2 separate regions of the Mus musculus genome follow, and region 1 is linked to region 2. A link is a contact called in public HiChIP or PLAC-seq data. All regions are on one chromosome and are shown on one strand. The core of a region is the stretch at or near the end of the contact, and the rest is flanking DNA. Distances in the headings are between cores, read along the strand shown. Region 1 overlaps Gm32401 (a long non-coding RNA gene). Region 2 overlaps Nedd9 (neural precursor cell expressed, developmentally down-regulated gene 9).

The links. HiChIP or PLAC-seq counts read pairs in DNA pulled down with a chosen protein or histone mark.
Region 1: an H3K27ac HiChIP or PLAC-seq map of embryonic fibroblasts shows a contact between it and region 2, with 17 read pairs. The contact joins two enhancer-like sites. A contact is called at or near these places in 1 of 15 datasets of contacts at CTCF or cohesin (the NIH/3T3 cell line), 6 of 484 Hi-C or Micro-C datasets (the C2C12 cell line, CD8 T cells, the MC3T3-E1 cell line and 3 more), 14 of 115 datasets of contacts at active chromatin or transcription factors (the 230-238 cell line, CD8 T cells, the NIH/3T3 cell line and 11 more) and 1 of 9 other capture datasets (embryonic stem cells).

The regions. Positions count from the first base shown.
Region 1 is chr13:41,506,322-41,513,115 of GRCm38.p6, reverse strand. Gm32401 (a long non-coding RNA gene) reads right to left here. Exons shown (of 8, transcript XR_873291.2): 3 at 2,876-2,938; 4 at 25-939. Among named protein-coding and RNA genes, the nearest start is that of Gm32401, 23 kb to the right of the region's middle. Within about 2 kb of position 1,920, at least 45 of the 459 cell types and tissues checked have an H3K27ac peak or open chromatin away from gene starts, as enhancers often do. A contact at or near this core is called in the C2C12 cell line, the NIH/3T3 cell line and embryonic fibroblasts, where this site is marked.
Region 2 is chr13:41,336,188-41,342,573 of GRCm38.p6, reverse strand. It overlaps Nedd9 (neural precursor cell expressed, developmentally down-regulated gene 9), which reads left to right. Exons shown (of 7, transcript NM_017464.5): 2 at 3,554-3,997. Among named protein-coding and RNA genes, the nearest start is that of Nedd9, 20 kb to the left of the region's middle. Within about 2 kb of position 3,058, at least 127 of the 459 cell types and tissues checked have an H3K27ac peak or open chromatin away from gene starts, as enhancers often do. A contact at or near this core is called in the C2C12 cell line, the NIH/3T3 cell line and embryonic fibroblasts, where this site is marked.

The sequences.
Region 1 (6,794 bases), core at 671-3,170, 170 kb before region 2:
TTCCACTAATTTGTGTTAACTCACTGTCAAGTTCAGCAGAATCAGGATTTATCCATTTCCACCAATACACAACCTTCCTCTGTTATCCTCCACCAACACAGGACTCTGAACTCTTCACCACTTGATGTCAAAATCTGAGAGCTGGGCCAGAACCTAGAGACTGCTCAGCAGTTAATGGTTCTTGCCACCGAACCTGCTGCGCTCAGTTCCATTCCTGGAACACACATGGGGGAAGCAGAGAACACTGCAAGCAAATTATCCTTTGACTCCCACACAGTGGCCTGCGATGTATGCGCACACACGGAGAGACTCACACACTAAATAAATGGGAGAGAAAATCTGAAATCTTCATTAGTGTTGCTGCCTAGCAAACAATCACAGTATACAACTTGTTTCAGTAAGGTGGGTGAGTTTTTACCTGATTCAAGCTTAAAGCTCAATGCTAGATTCAATTGATTGTGCCCTCTGACAGCTTTATGAGAATGAATGATTTAGGGAGGAAGAGAGTTTATGCATTCAGACTGCCTCCAGATTTTCCTGACCTTGGAAACAAGGGATGTTTGGGGATGTCAAGATGGTTGAGCAAGTGGAGACATTGCCAAGCCTGATGACCGGGGCTTGATCCCTGTAACCCATGGGGGAGAAGGGGGGAAAAATCAACTCCTAAAAGTTGTCTTCAGAAGTTCACACATGCACATGGTGGCCACGTGTACCTCCCCCGCCCAGCAATAGATAAACATAATAAAACAATTGCAAGCTGTATATTTACCAAGGCTATTTTAACTCTTATGGTAAATGAGAGGCCCTTGGAAACACGAAGAAGCACCCTGAGGATTCCTGTTTGAATTAGCTTCCCAATGTTCCATACAGATACTGTCAGCAAAGTATTGTTCCGTAGAGATACTGTTAGCAAAGTATAGGGGAGACGCACATGCTTTCCTGAAAAAACAAAAACAAAAACAAACAAAAAAAAAAACAAAAAAACCCTGAAACTTGCTTTTCCAGGAAATACACAATACAATTTATATATGCTATAGATTGGTGCACATTATATATGTGCGCAAATATATATCTACAGGATACACTTAAGTCTCAGCGGTAAAAGCTCGAGAACATAAGGAACCTTTGAACTTCTGTTAATTTTAACGACAAGGGATTTCAAAAGAGACCACTGTAATCCCTTGGCAATATAGAAGACTTCTCCTATCTGATAAAAAGTCAGTTTAAGTCACTAGTTGTTTGCTACCATAATCACCGGGGGATGGGAAGCGAGGCCTCCCAAAGCCCCGTTTCCCTCATTTGCCCCTGAGATTAAGAGTGTCCGTGAAGCAGTTACTGTGTTTGCTCTGAGACCATGCAGGCAGGTAATGCCCACCGGCACCATCTGGACTATCTGCACTAATGCCATTTCAAAACTAAGAAGGTGAGGCCTGCTAATCTCTGGCAGATCTCTTATCACGTGATCAGATCTCTACCCACCCACATGATTCTTCTTCCTACTAATGCTATATAAAGCCCTGGAAAAACAAACATAGATGTAAGAAAGACCCAACCCATGGAGAGTTGTCAAGTAGGAAATAAAGCCAATGGATCATTAGGGTGAGTTTATGGGTTAAAAATGGGTACAACTGCAAGCTAAATGAATGGTGGGAAGCACAGCTATCTATTAATGGCTTCGGGCTGTAAGAGCAGAGCAAAGAGCTCACACGAAGGCAAGAATGTAGAGAGAAGCTGACAGAAGAGCTTTCCAAGGAGGAATGCTCCCCAGACGGCACCCAGAGACTGCTCATTTTATTTTACTGCACAATAAAAAGGAAAAATGGAAGAGGGTTTTTTTTTAATCCCCACCCCAAATGGACCAGGCCAAGACAGTTTGTGGCATGCTCTGTGAACTCACTCAGAGAGGAGCCAACATATTTTAGAGCGGACTTGTCTAAAAATAACTCGTTTCATCAGTTCTGGGACATTTTTTCAGTCCTCTGCCAAGAATCCAATTAATGTGTGTGGCTTCTTTTCTTCCAGGAAGTTTTATGGGGTCTTTATATCTTTTACTCTTTTATAAAGAAAATCCACACCAAGTCTGTATGAAAGATAGCTGTGAGGGTCTAACATGCTGAAGCTCCTAATACAGCTACTTAATTCTCATAGACTCGGGACCATTCATGAAGATTAATTCATTCATTTACACTGCCCTTCAAGTACTGACCTGACCTCTGTTCCTCTCCTTGCATCCCCTCCTCCCCCGTTTCCAGCCCTCCCCTCCCCCTCCCCAGCTCCAGCCAGGCTCTCTTCTGCCTAATACTGATGCTTCCCTGTGTCTGGGAGGATGGCAGCAAAGTGGCAAATGGAGAGACTAGGAGATTGGCCACACCCTGGCTTTCATCCTTGCTCAGAGTGTCTGCATATAGCCAACAAGAAATATTAGATATACAAAGCGGTCTTTCTAGGGCACCAATCCTTTACCAAGTCTACTACTTTAATGATAAAAGTCATATGAAATGCATACATTGGATGCCCATGAACTCCAAAAACAGAAGAATTCAAAAATTCTTTATTGTTGTTTTTCTAAATGGGCCAATTTGGGCTGAGACTCTAATCTCATAATCAATGAAAAAAAATCCATTATAAGTCGACATTACAGGAGCATCTCTGTTTGTTCATTTAGGGGAGTATCTCAACAGATTAGCTAAGGATCCTATATCACAATGGGCAGATCTCCTCCGAAGACACTGCATACAGAGAAGGGATAGCAAGGTCTTGCATGGGAGCTTCTTTCTCTGGAATAAGGCAGTGGTGATATTGAGTGAAGACGCCATTGTTTCTCTGCTGACATCTTCCTTTGCTGTGTGACCATCTCCTGGAAAGGTTTACTTACTCATCAAGAACATCTTGGGGGACACCTTATCCATCTGTGTAGCAAGCTGATTCATTCTCTGTTCTGTAATAGATTTTTAGATATCATTTTTAGCCCCCTTCTTAAACCAGAACAAAAAGCAGAAAATCATGAGCAGTCCCTGAGAGTCTTTCTACTGTCTCCATCTATTTGTACAATTCTAAGAAGAATCGTTCTATTTAGGTTTCCTTACCCCCGTTTCCTTGTCTGCTCACTTCAACTGGCTTCTGATCCTTCTCGTCACTGAAGATCTTTATGCCCATCCACTGGCTGAGTTCCAGTTCCCATTGTCCTTTTCCTCTCCTGAACACTCTATGCCTTGATCATCACTTCTTTAAGACACACCCGCACCTGGTGTGGTGGCACACACACATGTGCTTTCACTCTCAGAGAGGCTAATAGAGATGGCTGTGAATACTAAACCATTTAATATCTATAGTCAGTTCCAGACAGCCTAAGCCACATAGGAAACCCATGTGTCAAAAGGGTACAATGGAGCTGGGCATACAACTCAGTGACAAAGTGCTTGCAAGGACCTAAGTTCAATTCACAGCATGTACATACACAGAGAGAGGGAGGGAGGGGGAGGAAGGGAAGGAGAGAGAGAGAGAGAGAGAGAGAGAGAGAGAGAGAGAGAGAGAGATTGGGAGACAGTCATCTACAGCAGAATATTCTCTAATCAAGATGGTTTTCTTCCAGTGACTTGGGCATTGTTCCAACATAATGTGTATTTATTCTTCTTCTGGGTGTATATTAAAAAAATGACATTAATGTATCAAAGAAATGCACTTGTGCCCATGTTCAGGACAGCACTAGTCAGAATACCTAAGATTCAGAATCAGCCAGGTGCCACCAACAGATAGATAGATGAAGAAAATGTAAAACACACACACACACACACACACACACAGAGAGAGAGAGAGAGAGAGAGAGACAGAGACAGAGACAGAGACAGAGACAGAGACAGAGACAGAGACAGAGACAGAGAGAGAAGAGTTGTATGCACCCACAAAGAATGAAGTATTGTTGTTCATGGGGCAGAACTAGAAGACACTTCGGCAAGTGAAAGAAGCCAGACCCAGCACAAGTACCACGTGTCTTCTCAAATGTGGAAACTAAAATGCAACCATTTTGAAAGTAAAATAGGGGTGATAAGAGAGTTGGACATGTCGGGAGATCCTGGAAAAACTGACTGGGTTTCTCAGTGCACACTGCACTGAGTTTATGGACAAGATAACACTGAACACCATTACCGTGCTTAGTTAACACCGTTCATAGGGCTTTACAATGATTCTATTCTAGATCCTGTAATCTCGGAAAATAACAATGAAATTGTTCTGTCAAAAACAAACAAAAACCAAAACAACAACAACAACAACAACAAAAACCAAAACTCCTCAGTTCTCCCTACTGTTACCACTCACCCCACCCATTGACCAATTATTACAGCCCCCATTTTTATTCTTGGGACAGGTTTACCTGCCCACTTCCATACTTCTGCCTTTAGTGTCACCTTCATAATTCAAATGGTCGCCATCCTATCTCTGTCAGCAGTAATGTCCTTTTGTCTCATATTGTCTACTCCTGCGCTCTTCATATTCTCTCTCCTTAAAATAGAATGATTTTTTAAAACTTAAAATACACTCTACTTTGTTCCTACTTAAAAAATCTTGGAAAAGCTTTGGATAAGCACTGCCCTCTGACTTCACCCCTCATATCCAATCTTGGGTGTTGTTTGTTGGTTGGTTTTTGGATTGTGGTTTTTTTTTTCCATACTCTATTCTTTCCTCTTACTTGAAACCTTTCAAATACTTCAATCCTTCAGCTTTTCAGACTTTTTTGGAGCAACCAGGTCTTCACAAGACTCGGGCAAACACATGTTGTGAACTCTCCTAGAGTTCACTGTGTCTCAGTGCTCTTCAGGACATGCTAACTTTTTATGGAGTGGATCATAAAGATCAACCAACCAGACCCCTCGGAGCTCCCAGGGACTAAACCACCAACCAAAGAGTACACATGGAGGAACTCATGGCTCCAGCTGCATATGTAGCAGACGATGGGCTTGTCAGGCATCAATGAGAGGAGAAGCCCTTGGTCCTGTGAAGGCTCGATGCCTCAGTATAGGGGAATGCCAAGGTGGTGAGGAGAGAGTAGGTGGGTGGGGGAGCACCCTCATAGAAGCAGGGGGAGGGGGATGGGATAGGGGGTTTGCGGAGAGGAAACCAGGCAAGGGGATAACATTTGAAATGTAAATAAATAAAATATCCAATTTAAAAAAAGGGAAAAAAAAAGAAAGAGCAAGGGCTGCATCTGGTCAGTTTGACTCAGTACCCGGCACTTGATAAATGCTCAACTAGCACTGAATAAGTGGTAATCCCACTTTATTCTCAATCTCTCTCTCTCTCTTTCTCTCTCCCTCTCTCTCTCTCTCTCTCTCTCTCTCTCTCGTGTGTGTGTGTGTGTGTGTGTGTGTGTGTGCGCGCGCGCGCGCGCGCGCGCGAGAACATGTATGTGTATTGCTATGTATCTGTGGTGTGCACACCTGGGTGGGCATGCCCTCCGTGTGATCAGAGGACATTCTTGTGACATCAGTTCTCTTTATCCACCTTTATTTGGGATCCAGGGATCAAGTTCATGTCACTGGGCATGTGCAGCAAGCATTTTTACCAACTGAACCATCCCTCTGGACCCTCATCATAGGTCTTTTATGGGTTTATTCCTTTATTCGCAAATTGTAAGGCAGTTTTATGAGCTGTGCTGTTTAGGGAGAGAAGCAGTTCTTGCCCTGAAGAAATGACGTCAAGTTGACAATGCAAAAGGCCCATCTCCTCTGGTCATGCTGGGGTAGGATAGAAAGAGAGGGAAAATCAAGGGGGGGTGTGTGAAAAAGAAGCCTCTGGCCTGGAATCTAGCTCACCTCTGCTCTCAGTGGGGCATTAAGAGACACAGAGACACAACTGAGAGCCGAAGCAGCTGACAGACCAGGATGTTAAAAGCAACAAATGGTCTATCCTCATCTAGGCCCAGGACAGTCGTGACCTTGACTGTTACCATATCAGCTCACTTGTCTCATCCCTAAACCTAAACACTGCACCTCATAGAACTGCCTTGCAATTTGGCTTACAAAAGAAAATTCTTAGGTAAGAAAAATCAGTAAATCAGATAATAGGGTATGTATTTGCTTAATTTTAAAATCTTACTTAACGTTAAGCTTAGCGTAATCTCTCAACCTTGTTGTAAATTATATTCCATGAGCAATGTAATATAGAAAACCACAGGGTCGTAAACATAGCTGCTGTAGACACTCAAGCACAATTCTGTGGAGAAACCCATGCTCACATCCAGGACTTGCTCACTGTCCTCTTTTTACATGACTCTCGGTCTAAATACTTGATGAATTCACTGACTTTGATCCTCTTTGCCGTATCCTAAACTTTATCTTTTTATTTTACATAGTGGAGAGGGGGCATCTGTACGCACTCAAGTACAGATGCTTGAGGAGGCCAGGAGAGGGTCTTGGATGTCCTGGGATGGAGTTACAAGCTGTCGTGCACTACCTAATGTAGGTGCTAAAGACTGAACTCTGGTCCTCTGAAACGGTGGCAAGCCTTGAGCCATCTCTTTAGCCTATTGAAATGCTTTCCTGTGGCATAATAAAGAATCAGGCCTTACCTGAATGGATAGAACTCTTCAGACAACTACTGCATTGGACTTTGTCCTGATGGTCCCCTAACTGCTGATGCTTACATATCTTTTGGCAATTATTAGCTATATGATAAATATTTGCTTCAGTGACTAAATGAGCAAATTCATGGCATTCATAACCTGACGATCAGTTCTTTCCCTGGGATGCATTACAAGCTGTCACATGACAGGTATCACTATAGTTCACTGGGGAAGG
Region 2 (6,386 bases), core at 1,809-4,308:
AAGTCAAGGACCACCCAAAAAAATTAAATAAAAGCCCACAATGGCTTGCTAAGTGTCTGGCAGTCTGTATATCTTTACTTGGATTCACGTATTTTTATTCTTGTGACAAACTCACAGTTGTACCGAGCCACAACTCTGTTCTTACCCTAGGGATGAGGAAGGTAGGATATCCAAAAGGAGAGCCCTAAGAACACACTTGGGACTGCAAACCCCAAAGGATGCATTTATTCCATAAAATGGGGTGAAGGTAAGGTTACCCTCAGAACCTTCTGATATGCTGGAATGGAGCCCAGCCCAGGCACTGATCTGAAAGCTAAGCTAGCATCCCAGAGAGGGAAGTCAACCCAGTAAACCCAAGTTCTCCTTCCAGCTCTGATACCCAGATGTGGCCCTTGAAGAAACAATGGCTTGAGCTCACCAGATCTGGGTCCTCATCTTCAAAGCAGAACTACAGGTTCACGAGCTCACAGGCTTTCTACAGGGGCTGTATAGGAGAGTGACTAACTATATGCACATCAGCTGTCTTTAGATAACATAGAGATTAAAGAACTCAATCTCACTTAGTCAAGGCTGATGTGTACCGGGGTATGAATGGATGTCAGCCTGGCCTGGGGGTGGGGGTGGAGCAGTGTGAGGTCCTTGCTCCCCAACCGCTGGGTCAAGTTCTTTCTAAATCCCATTTTCTCTGTCTGTTGTGAGAAGACCGGAGAGATGTTGTGGGCAAGGAGGCAGGAGAATTCACCAGATGTGCCCACTTTTGAATGGTTGAGGGGACTCTGGGGCTATCCTAGGAACTTCCCTTAGGCTCCTGTGCAGGCATGAGCCTGCAGCTAAACAGGCGGTGGGAAGGTCACTGGGACAGAAGACAAAACATATCTAGCAGACTCACCCGGGGATTTGTATCTGTGTCTAATCAAGCATGGCGCAACACTCCACTCAGTACCTCACGGTGTTCCAGACCCTGGAAGAGGCCCAACAGCGAACGCCTCCAGCTGATTGCGGTCGATTGAGCTGCAGTCCTTTGCCCGTCTGCTGTCTTCTCTTGCTTCTCTTTCTTTTCTTTGAAGCCTGTTTGATTGCATAGCTATCAGTCTTCTGGTCCCATAGGGTTGCCCCCAACTTGATCACTTCTGATTCTGTGTAGGGACTTCCTTTGCTACCATCCCCTGTTCTTGAATGGGCCCAGACCAGAGTCAGCTCTTCCATCTAAGCTCTGAAATCGGAATCCTACGGAGTCCCTTCCCTGAGGTCATTTGATACAAAAAGGACCAGAGTCTTGTCCTCTTTAAACCTATGACCCCTTTTTACAGTGATAGAACACTCAAAGGATGGGGAGAAACAGAGATCTAAGCATCCTGGCACATTCTTTAATGGCTCTAAAAACTAAGCAAGCATGTGGCCTGACTTTATCGTTGTATTTGTGAGTTTTTCAGCGTTAGAAGGAATCCAGTGTTTCCTAGTATACAACTGCTAAGTAAAACCTTCACCTAACACAAAAGCTCCGAATTCCCTTCTAGCTAATCTCAAACAGATCGCATCTACCAGTGATTTCAGCTTTATCCTAAGTTCCCTGGGGGACGGCTATTTGTGGCTCTAATCTCTCTTCCTAAAATTAGGTATTCATGATAAAAGATGATTGGCTAGCTGCAGAGGTATGTACCTGTAGTCCCAGCACTTAGGAGGCTGAGGCAGGAGGATTTCTTATGTCCAGCCTGCCGGGGCAGTATAGCAAGTGTGTGTGTGTGTGTGTGTGTGTGTGTGTGTATACATATATATGTTTAAAGTGTATGTCTTTAAAGTATGTATGCTTAAAGAAAAAGAAGACTTGGGAGTAGTTGACCAAGGCAAGACACAATGAAAACATATACCATGGTTTTGTTGTTGCTTCGGGGGGGGGGGGTTGCAGGAGGGGGGGGATGAGGAAGGAAAGTTAATTGGGTAGTGTGATATGAGAAGGATCTAAGAAAACTTGGAAAAATATGAGCAAAATATATAGTATGAAAGAAATTTAAAATAATTTAAAATGTAATGAAAACAAAATAAATTTTGTATTATCACTTCAAAAAACACAAAGCAGTGAGTGGAACTGGACTTCCTCCAGCCTCGCGACCAGAAGCAGACCCCTCCTCTCATACACAGCCCCTCCCCAGAAGAGTGCGCCTCACACTGCGAGGCCTGTGGTTTCAGGCAGAGTCCAGGGGCAGGAGATGATTAATGCATGTCCGTCTTAAAGAAATGAAAAGCATGAGATTGGAAGATGAAGTCCACATTTCTGGAGAGGAAAGCGGAGGCAAGAGTCCAAAGAAAAGCAGCCCCGAAGTCCACAAATATGCGATGGTGTGAAATAAAGTCCCAAGCATACTCCGGCCAAGCGGCAGTCCTTCGCTCCGCAAATGACTCCTCGCCACAGTGACATTAAGTGCATCCAGACGCTCGAGTGACACATGAGAGGGGTCACATTTAGTTTTTCCGATGCTTGCGCTGGGTTCCCTATGTTCCCCCCACTTGTCTGCACTCTGGGAAAGGGGCAGGCGTGCGGGACTGGCTGCCAGTATGCCGAGAATCTTCAGAGCCTTTGAAAGCCTTCCAGGAATGTCAGCGCAGACTGCCTGCCCACTCTCTGCTCAATGCCTACTTTAGCTGTCTGCCGAGGACTAAATGTGCCAGACAGGCCTTCATACAAAGACAGAGAGTGTTCTGAGTCCATGAAAGGAAGGCACAGCCTTTCAGATGTGAATGGCGAGATTTAAGTAGGTGACTACGTGGTGGCCTACTGGGAAAGGAAGGGCCCTCAGAGAGGTGCAAGAGAGACCCAGCCTATGAACCAATGTATTCCTGCCGAGTACCTCTCCACGGTGGGATCTGTCTAGACAGACTGCTATCACACTGTGTCCCTGCTTGATTACTGTAGCCTATCCCTATGCTTTCGCACGTAGATTCTTCCTGCATCCAAGGCCTCCTTAATCATAAAAGATATGGTAGGCTCTGCCAAGGCACAATTATGTGTATGTACTTCTAGTTACATTGCAATGATGAATAAAATTTCTGTTTGTAGTATGTGTCATTTAGAATTTTCTTTGACTCATTTGGGGGCGGGGTCTAGAATATATAGAAGCATTGTGGCGTATGAGCAGCTTTTTCTTTTCTTTTTTCTTTTTTAGTATTGAGGGCAGCTCACTGTGGCGCCTGAACAGCTTGGAACATTCTTCCCGTCCAGCTGACTTTGAAAAGTTAGAAAAATGCTTTGCCCAGTGACCCCTTCCTAACTCGTTAGCAATGCCAGCCCAGCTCCTTGGCAAAGCACCCAGCACTGGAGGGAAATCTCTTCTGTTTTGTGCTTTTTGGAGGAGTCCATCTGATGTCACTGGTGGAAGACACAGTGTGGCTGTGGCTATCTTTTGTCTGAACCCTCTAAGTTCCTTCTGACAGGCTAGTGTTCATATTTCTTCTCTATTTCCAGGAACTGTGCCTGTCCCTAAAAGTGTGGGTTGTATAAGTGCTAAAAAGACAGACCTAACACTCTAACCCTGTTCCTCTCTTCTTCCCTTCCCAGAATCTTATGGCAAGGGCCTTGTATGACAACGTCCCTGAGTGTGCTGAGGAGCTGGCCTTCCGCAAGGGAGACATCTTAACTGTCATAGAGCAGAACACAGGAGGGCTTGAGGGATGGTGGCTGTGTTCCCTCCACGGTCGCCAAGGCATTGTCCCAGGGAACCGGGTGAAGCTTCTGATTGGTCCAGTGCAAGAGACCCCCGGTCATGAGCAGCCTACTCCTGGACCTATGCATCAGACCTTTGGCCAACAGAAACTCTATCAAGTGCCAAATTCCCAGGCAGCATCTCGGGATACCATCTACCAAGTGCCACCCTCCTACCAGAATCAGGGAATTTACCAAGTACCCACTGGCCATGGCACTCCAGAACAAGATGTATATCAAGTACCACCATCAGTTCAGAGGAACATTGGCGGCACTAATGGACCCCTTCTAAGCAAAAAGGTAAGTGATGAACTAGAATGTTGTTCTTTCTTTTATGCCACTCATTGTAGTTAGAATAATAGAGGCAACCCCCCAAAAAAATACTTAGAAATTGCCCCAAAGCAAACATACTAAATGGCTTACCCCAGACATCTTTATTACATCAAATTTCCATTAATCCGTCAACAGCAATTTTTATTATGAGACAGAGTCTCACTGTGTATATCCCAGGCTGTGTTTGAACTTGAGATCCTTTTACCTCAGACTCCCGAGTGCTGGGATTACAGGCATGCGTTATCATACCAGCAACACAACTTCGTTGAATGACCATGTGCCTACATACCATTGACTAACAGCCAGTCTAAGTGGTATTTCATTCTGGATCCAGTTTGAGCATACAATCGTGTCTCTTCAGTCAGGTGATGAGTCTGCTAGACCTGGATCCTGTGTGTAAATGGTTTGTAGTCTTATCGACCTCTTCCTTGAGTAGTGTAGCCCCCGTCATTACTGTGGATCCTTCTCCCTGGGCCAAAAGCTAAGTCATGAATCAGTCATCTGGCTGGGCAAAGAATCAAAGGAAAGTAGAGGAAATTAAAAGGTTGAAAATACATCCTATCTACCAGCTTGTTCTTAGAGCTTTGGGCTTAAAGATTGATTTATTCAAAATACACAGATACTAGTAGGTTTAGAATTGATTCATTTCTTGTAGTAATGTCCAAGTAGACACAGCAGAGTTTAGATACTTAGGAAAATGCCAAGTTTAAAAAAAAAAAAGAAAGAAACATATGATGTATTCATCAGCTTTTTATCACCATTACTGAATCCTTGAGACAGCTACCTTCATAAAGAGACAATATTTATTGCTTAATCTCTCAGTTTTGATAGTCCCAGAGCCTGCCTCTGGCATTAGATCAGTTGTGGCAAAGGCCAGCTGTCATCACCTCTTTTGGTAGGCACTCTCCCGATCACCTCAGACCTGCCATTAGCAGGGGGTGTGGAATACTCAGACCATCCCCAAACCACATGGCTAGGGAGCACCACAGGACTAGGGAGCACCACAGGACTAGGGAGTACCACATGTTAGAGTCTCAACCCAGAACAATTTGAGTTGAGTAGAAATGCATTCCTTAATCGGTGAATATTGAGCATCTTTTGTAGTTTTGATACTTGTGTGATACAGTGGTAAACTAAAGACTAAATAGAGCTCTCAGAGCAGTTACGATGCAGTGAGGGAACAGTACAATACCAGGTAAGGTGTGTGTGTGTGTGTGTGTGTGTGTGTGTGTGTGTGTGCCAGGAAGAGAATCTTGACACTTACTTACAGGGCAATGGCTAAGCCAACAATGATGGGTTTTTGTGCCCATTAAAAGGGAAGGCTTTCCTCTTTCATTTGTCAGAAAGTCCCAATGGTTCCTTCAAGGCTTGCTAGTAAGAATAGACTAATTTTATACAATGAGAAAATATCTCCAGATTATCCAGATTATAAGAGTAAGGGTAAAGTTGGACACCAGAAAGAGCTTGAGACTCTATGGACACAAAATATAGATGAATTTACAAATCTATGTTGTGTCAAATAGTATTTGCTAGCATGATACTTTTTTCTAAGTACGTCTTTTTTAAAAGAGTTATCATTTTTGTTTTATGTTTATGAGTGTATTGCCTGTGTATATGTATGTGCACCGCATATATGCCTGGTACCCAAGGAAGCCAGAAGAGGGAGTTGGGTTCCCCGGAACTGGAGTTAAGGACAGTGGTAAGCCACCTGTGTGGCTTCTGTAAGAAGTCTCTTACCAATGAGCCATCTCTCCAGTCCTTGGAACCTCTATTTATTTTCCCAAGGGGCCAGGGGAAGAAAGATTTATTCTTGAATTCCTCAACAATGAATTCATTTTCTAATCATCTATTATACATATGTGTGTTTTTAACAAAAACACATCTCAAGGGCACACAATCCAAGTTCTGTCTGATAGGAGAAATTCTCTGAGAAGTGGTGAAGGGCTTTCCCACTTAAGTTCACTCCCCAGGACAGGGATCCTGGCTACAGGCCATCGACAGAGCATGTGACCTTGCAAAGCCCTTCTCGCCCCAGTGATTTCAGCTCCTGAGGGAGTGCCAAGCCTGGCCTCTGTCCCCCAGAGAGGAAAAGAACAGTTGGAAGGTGTAACTATAAATAAGTAACTCTCATTCTTAGTCTCGGTGGCTTGAGCAACTTAAAAATAGTTCTCCCTCGTCTGAGCTGGTTCGAGGCAGACAGAGGAGGCCAGTACGGGAAGTGCTTGGCTGAAAGGTAGAGGGACCTTACTCTTGTCATAGTTTATTTTGGCAGGAAGGTGACATGTTTTCCTTTGACTCAACCTTTTCAGTTCCATGTCTGGGAAGCCTGATGCTTCAGACCCCTCGTTCCCCCCTT